2 separate regions of the Mus musculus genome follow, and region 2 is linked to region 1. Evidence: chromatin contacts called from public HiChIP or PLAC-seq data. All regions are on one chromosome and are shown on one strand. Each heading gives the region's core, a stretch centred on a gene start, on an enhancer-like site or on the middle of the called end of the contact. The rest is flanking DNA. Distances are from core to core; before and after follow the strand shown.

Evidence for each region. HiChIP or PLAC-seq counts read pairs in DNA pulled down with a chosen protein or histone mark.
Region 2: a CTCF HiChIP or PLAC-seq map of the NIH/3T3 cell line shows a contact between it and region 1, with 13 read pairs. The contact joins two enhancer-like sites. A contact is called at or near these places in 1 of 15 datasets of contacts at CTCF or cohesin (the NIH/3T3 cell line), 2 of 484 Hi-C or Micro-C datasets (embryonic fibroblasts and uterus) and 3 of 115 datasets of contacts at active chromatin or transcription factors (the NIH/3T3 cell line, bone marrow-derived macrophages and embryonic fibroblasts).

Annotation. Positions count from the first base shown.
Region 1 is chr11:81,997,310-82,000,265 of GRCm38.p6, reverse strand. No RefSeq gene overlaps it. Among named protein-coding and RNA genes, the nearest start is that of Gm31522, 12 kb to the right of the region's middle. Within about 2 kb of position 1,400, at least 18 of the 459 cell types and tissues checked have an H3K27ac peak or open chromatin away from gene starts, as enhancers often do. A contact at or near this core is called in the NIH/3T3 cell line and bone marrow-derived macrophages, where this site is marked.
Region 2 is chr11:82,137,955-82,140,979 of GRCm38.p6, reverse strand. No RefSeq gene overlaps it. Among named protein-coding and RNA genes, the nearest start is that of Ccl8, 24 kb to the right of the region's middle. Within about 2 kb of position 1,324, at least 59 of the 459 cell types and tissues checked have an H3K27ac peak or open chromatin away from gene starts, as enhancers often do. A contact at or near this core is called in the NIH/3T3 cell line and bone marrow-derived macrophages, where this site is marked.

The sequences.
Region 1 (2,956 bases), core at 151-2,650:
ATGGGAGATAGTAATAGAGAGAAGAAAGCCCAGTGGCTAGTGGGTGCTAACTTCCAGGCAGTAGTGGATACTGGGTCATTCTTAAAGGCACTCAGAAGCTACCTGGGGGATAATTTTAATAAATGAGATGAGTGGTGAGGGTTTGTGCCAAGCACTCAAAGCCAAAAGCTGGCTAAGTGTGGGGAGGTTGGTTAAGGATGGGGATTAGAGGAAGATCTTATTATCATTAAGGCACTGAGTTCAGAATTATGGTGCTGGGTATCAGAGATTGTTGAAGGCTCAATATCAGGCCCTAGACTATAGGTCCAAAAAAAAAAAAAAAAAAAAAAAAAAAGGCTAGACTTATAATCAGAATTGGGAAGTTGGAGGCCAGGTTCAATACCAAGACAGGAGCTACAAAGTGTTTAAGTGGTCAGAGGAAAAATTCAGTGGTGTGGAGAGCAGAGGTGGGCCTAGGGTTGACCTGGAATGACCTTGAGTTGGAGGCTGGGAGCTCACACCCATCCCTGAAAGAAGCTGCCCTCTCTGCCCACTGCCTGCAGAGCCGCTCCTCACAGTTACTGTGCCTGTCAGGCCCAGATATCAGCATGGGGGAGGAATGGAACATCTGTAGGGACATGCAAGGCTGGCACGAAGCCGCAGAGACCCAGCCTGAGAGCTATGGCTCTCAATGCCCGAGATAGGAAGTTAGCCAGACTGGAGCACAAGCCAACAGCAGAAAGGGCACAGCTGGTCTCCACTGGGTGCTAATTCACCTTGTCTTCCTTTCTCCAGTCACATTCTCACCTGTGAAGGAGGAGGGAGAGGGGAAGGAGCCCTCCCCTCACATACTCATTCCCAGAAGCTGGAGTCCTCCTGCAAGGTGCCCCCACATGCCTATCAGCTCCAGCTGAGTGACTGCCATGTCTCAGTAGAAACAGAACAAGCGACCTGACATGGGAACTGGTGGTTCAGATGCCAAGACTCCAAGGGAGTACAGGAGACTAAGTCCTCCCTCTGCAGTGGAAATGGAGAGAAATGAGTGTTAGAGCAGCCACTGAGACTGGGGACCACTTGTTACTGCAGCAGAAGCTAGCCTGTCCTGACGTGTATACCATGCCAGTGTCTCCCCTCATCACACTGTGACTGAGGAGTCTCACTGGCCCATGGTCCCTTTTCCCTTCTATGTGATCCCAGCACACGGACCAGTGCCTCAGCTCCTGAGCTTTTTGGAGACGGTTTCTGTGTGTTCATCACAGCCATGCTGAGCTAGCTAGGTTGGCTTCCCAGCAAACCCAGGGATCCGCCTGTCTCTGCTTCCTCAGGACTGGGATTAAATGGCTGCAGGGTTTTATGTGGACTCTTAGAATCAAGTTCTGATCTCCATACTTGTCTGGCAAGCAACTTACTGACTGAGTCATCTCCCCAGACCGCGCAACAACTTTCAATTATAAGCTCTCCTGTCTTAGAGTCCACAGATAGTCTTGTCTTCTGGAAACCTGAAAGCTTGAGAATACAGAAAACTACCCTCTCTCTGTTCTCTCTCTCTCTCTCTCTCTCTCTCTCTCTCTCTCTCTCTCTCTCTTTCTGTGTGTGTGTGTGTGTGTGTTTTCTCTATGCATGTGTTTAATGGGTGTGTGTGTGTGTGTACATGCTTGACAATTTTCCCTCAATTCTCATGACATACAGTGCTGCTTTGCCCCTGGTTCCAATTCCATGTCTCTCCCATGGGACTCCATTGTTCTCCCTTCCCCCTTTCCTTCTGCCGTGGTTCTAACACCCCCACCAGCTCGGGCTGCCTCTAAAGGATGCCTGGCCTCAGCCACCATCAGGCCACTGCTGCCTGAGACAGGGCAGGATCCTGCTTGTCTTCAGGGGAAAACCTTTAGCGCCTACCCTGGCCATGCAAACTTGGGGACTGGATCTGTAGTCCATACCTCCAGCCACACCCACAGAGCTGGAGGGAAGCACGTAGATAAACGTGCTTCCTTCCCACCTCTCTCCTGAGCCTTCTCAGGCATCCCTCCCAAACTCCCTCCTTTCCAGGTGACAGATGAATCAGGTTCTTGGCCACGCTGGTGGATTCCTCCGAGGTCCCCTACCTCCAAGATTCTTATCACCTTTAACATCCCAGCCACCAAGAATCCTTTCCTGTCATTTCCAAACCTGAAAGTCAGACTGCCACTCAGTTCTCCACACTGCTGCAGTTCTGGGAATGATGTTCCACTCTCTGGGTTAGAGAGAGACTGGGTTCTCCCAGTCCTCCATGTTCTCACTGACCTCAGGCTGAATATCTCTTATGTTTAGTCAACCTAGGTTCTGCTATGGCCATGATACAAAGGTCGTATATAGTGTTATTGATCGTATATAGTGTTATTGATCCCAGAAAGCTTTTGCCCTGAGGCAGTGTAACTCCTATCTCTTTTGGTCTGAGTCCAGGGACCTTAACATCCTCAACTGACACTCCTACAGACCATCTTGGAGGTGGTCCTTGCACAGACCTTCCAGGGCCTAAGAGAAAGTAAGATGCTGTCACAGACTACCCGTGTAGCTTCCTTTACAGGGAGACCTGCTGGCAACCCAGGTGCCTACCTCTCCACCCCAACAGGGGCCATTCATCCTTCTCCTTCACACCAGCTTGCAACAATCTTTCCCAGAGATGGCTCCCATGGACTCTCAGATTCTTCCCTCCCTCGAGTGGCTTGGAGCCACCAGGAGCCACCTGCTTATAAAATTAGTGGGGCCTGAGAATCTCATAATATGCTCCAATTCACTGGGGCCCAACTCAAACCATCTCTCTAGGACCCCCTCCTTCCAGCCTGGCCACCTCCTTATTCTCACAGAAGCACCCCACTCATGCCAAGGCTGTACCCCAATCTCTCTCCGCGTTTCAAGCCATACTTTCTTCCAAGGCACAGAGAGAGCCCCTTCCCCAACTTCAGGAAGTCCTTGCTGACCCGGGCAGAAATTCTGTGCC
Region 2 (3,025 bases), core at 75-2,574, 140 kb before region 1:
CTATCCTTGTCAACACCAGGGTCAAGCTTATGCAACTGTGATGTTCTGAGGGGCTGTGAAGCACTTCACTTTTTACATCACTTAAGAACAGCTTCCTCTGTGAACATTATACATAGGGTACCCAGTATCTTAATTTCTAATTACTTTTATCCTATACCAGTAACCCTTTTGGCACCTAGAAAGACTCAATGCTGTGCATCTGAGCTTGCCCACTCATCAGGATACACATATTAGTAACATATATACAAAATGCAGCTGTGAGGGATAATGGTCAGTATTGCTTTACTAAAGCATGCTGGTTGAAAGCCATGTGTAGCTCTCCCTGCTCCTCCCAGAACCAGCACAAATATGATGGGTACTTCAAAGACAGGGGATTTCATCACTTTCTGACAGACAGTATGGCATCTACAAATCATGCTATTTCCCCCCTTTTCAATGCACTTTGTATACCTCTAAACATCTGTAAAGATGAGATGTTTCAAATTAGGACTTAGGTTTGTCTACTGGATATACAATACTGTTGGATTTAACACCCACAGACCCACAGACCCATAGACCCACACACACACACCCCAATGGGCATATCTGTAGGTGTCTTCCAGTGAAAATGCTCTGGCCTATCACCCATCAGTTCTCCATTTCCTCATCATCTCTGTCATATGTGATATGTCCACAGACCCCCCTCCCCCCACCCCAATGGGCACATCTGTAGGTGTCTTCCAGTGAAAATGCTCTGGTCTATCACCCATCAGTTCTCCATTTCCTCATCATCTCTGTCATATGTGATATGTGCACTTACTTAGCTGACGATGTTGCAGTTTCCTTTCCAAAGTTCCCACTTTAGAAGAGGGCCTTCCTACAAATTTGAACACAAAGCATAGAAAAGATGCTAACTTTCTAACTTGACTTTTGCCACACACCAGCTTCCTCTTTAATAGCTAGAGTCTACATATAATAAATATGAGGACTCATTTTTCTAGGATGTGTACAATACATCCAGATGACTAAGCTTTCCTGATACATCGTAGCAAAATCATTTACAGTCTCTGTGCCTCCCTCTTCCTCAGCCCAATACGAAGCACAGACAGCCCCCTTTGCTCTCAGAGGCAGTCTAACAAATCCATTCCCACACACTGGATTTCCGGAGCTTAAAAATCTGTTTACACAAGGGATCATTCTGCTGCTTCTACTTTCAGACGCATTAATCATGTTTAAATGTCTGGAAAGACAGGCGATTTCATGTAAAAACCTTTTCCCTATATACACAGCGGCGGTGAATTAAACCACATGTGTAGCAACTGTTGCAATGTCAGATGTCTGCCAAATGTGACCACTCCTTCCCCTGCTTCCTGCTTTCTCTCAGTCTTCAAATCAGTGGACAAGCACAGGCCTACCACATGCTCAGAAATGATTCAACAATGTTGCATCAAAATACCATTTGCAGAAACAAGCATTCCTATGAATTTCAACATGAAGTGTATAAAATGCGCTAGCTTCACTAGCGGCTTTATCTCCTGGCAACTGCTTTAACAAGGCATGGACCTATTTGTCCACTGTATTTACTTACACGCACGGCAAGGCAAAATGTGCTAAACATCCAGGGAGCCAGCATCCGAGGGTCCAAGAGTAAGCCCAGCAGGACTTTGCTTTTGCCATGCTGTCCCCCATAGCTGAATGAGCAGGAGAGGACCACTCAGCTCCTGGGCAATGTTTCATAGTGCCATTTCCCAAAGACAGTATTTCATATGGACTTTAGCAAAAAAAATTGCTACCAAAGTGACATTTTACTGCCTCTCCATCCAGCAAGGACTCAGTCGGCACAGCATGTACATGGCAGTTGGAAGTAAAATGCGCATGTGTAATGACGGTAATAAATTGAAAATGTCATAAAATATGTGTATCCTGAGCCGGAATCCTTCTGTTCTCTACCACCCCAGTGGGCTAAAATGTTCAAAATGTTCAGAAATCAGTCTTTCCTTAGAATGCTAATGCCACGTATATAAAATGTATTAATTTACTGTTTTTGTTGTGTGTAGACTCTTTAGTAAGCAAAGTGAGCAGCTGCTTTCAGTGGGGGATTCCTGTGCCCTTTATAAACACTATATATACAGTGAAGTAAGAAAAAAATGGGCCAGGGGTTCATGAGTGCTTAGTGCTCTGCTGTGCCTTCTCCTGGGAGCCAGAGCCCAGGCAAAATAAGCCAGGACAGGTTTGACTACTCCCTCCCTGAAAAATGACATTTCATAGAAATTTTTAAAAAAAGGAACACACACACACACACACACACACACACACACACACACACACACAGGATTTCTTTTACTATTTCTTCTTGTATAATATGTAAGGCATCCATCTCAGAACATCTAGAAAATCTAAACATGTTAAAAAAGCATTTAACATTGTCAACTCTATAGACAATAAAAAGGAATAAAATGCACACACACACACACACCAGTTGTATTAAAGATATCTCCATGTGGTCAGCTTGGCAAGGGACCTCCTCATCTGCATTCTGGTCTTGGTGCTCCAAAACACTGCACAAGGTGGAGTGTCTCTAGAGGCGATCCAATGACACCATTATAAAAACTCACTTCTAGCAGACATTTTTATGAGTTTAAAAACAACAGAGAGACTTCTTTTCTAGTTCTACTCTATCTTTTGTTGGCAATCTCTACATATCTGCAGTGTCCAGATATTTGAGTTGGCTTCTCTCCTGCTGTGATAAAATACTGAGGGCAGAAAGGGCTTATTTCCTATTACACTTTCAGGTAACAGTCCATCATTAAGGGAATCCAGGGGAAGAATTCAAGGCAGAAACCTTGAGGCAGAAACTGAAGCAGAGGCCAAGGAAGAACAGTGCTTAATGGCTTGGTCTCCAGTGTTTTCTTAGCTAGCTCTTTTTTTAAAAAAAAAAAAAAAAAAACAGAACCCATGACCTCCTACCTAGGGGTGTCATGATCCCCAGTGGTATGGGCCTCTCACTTCAATAATTAATCAAGAAAACGGCCCTAGAAACCTACCT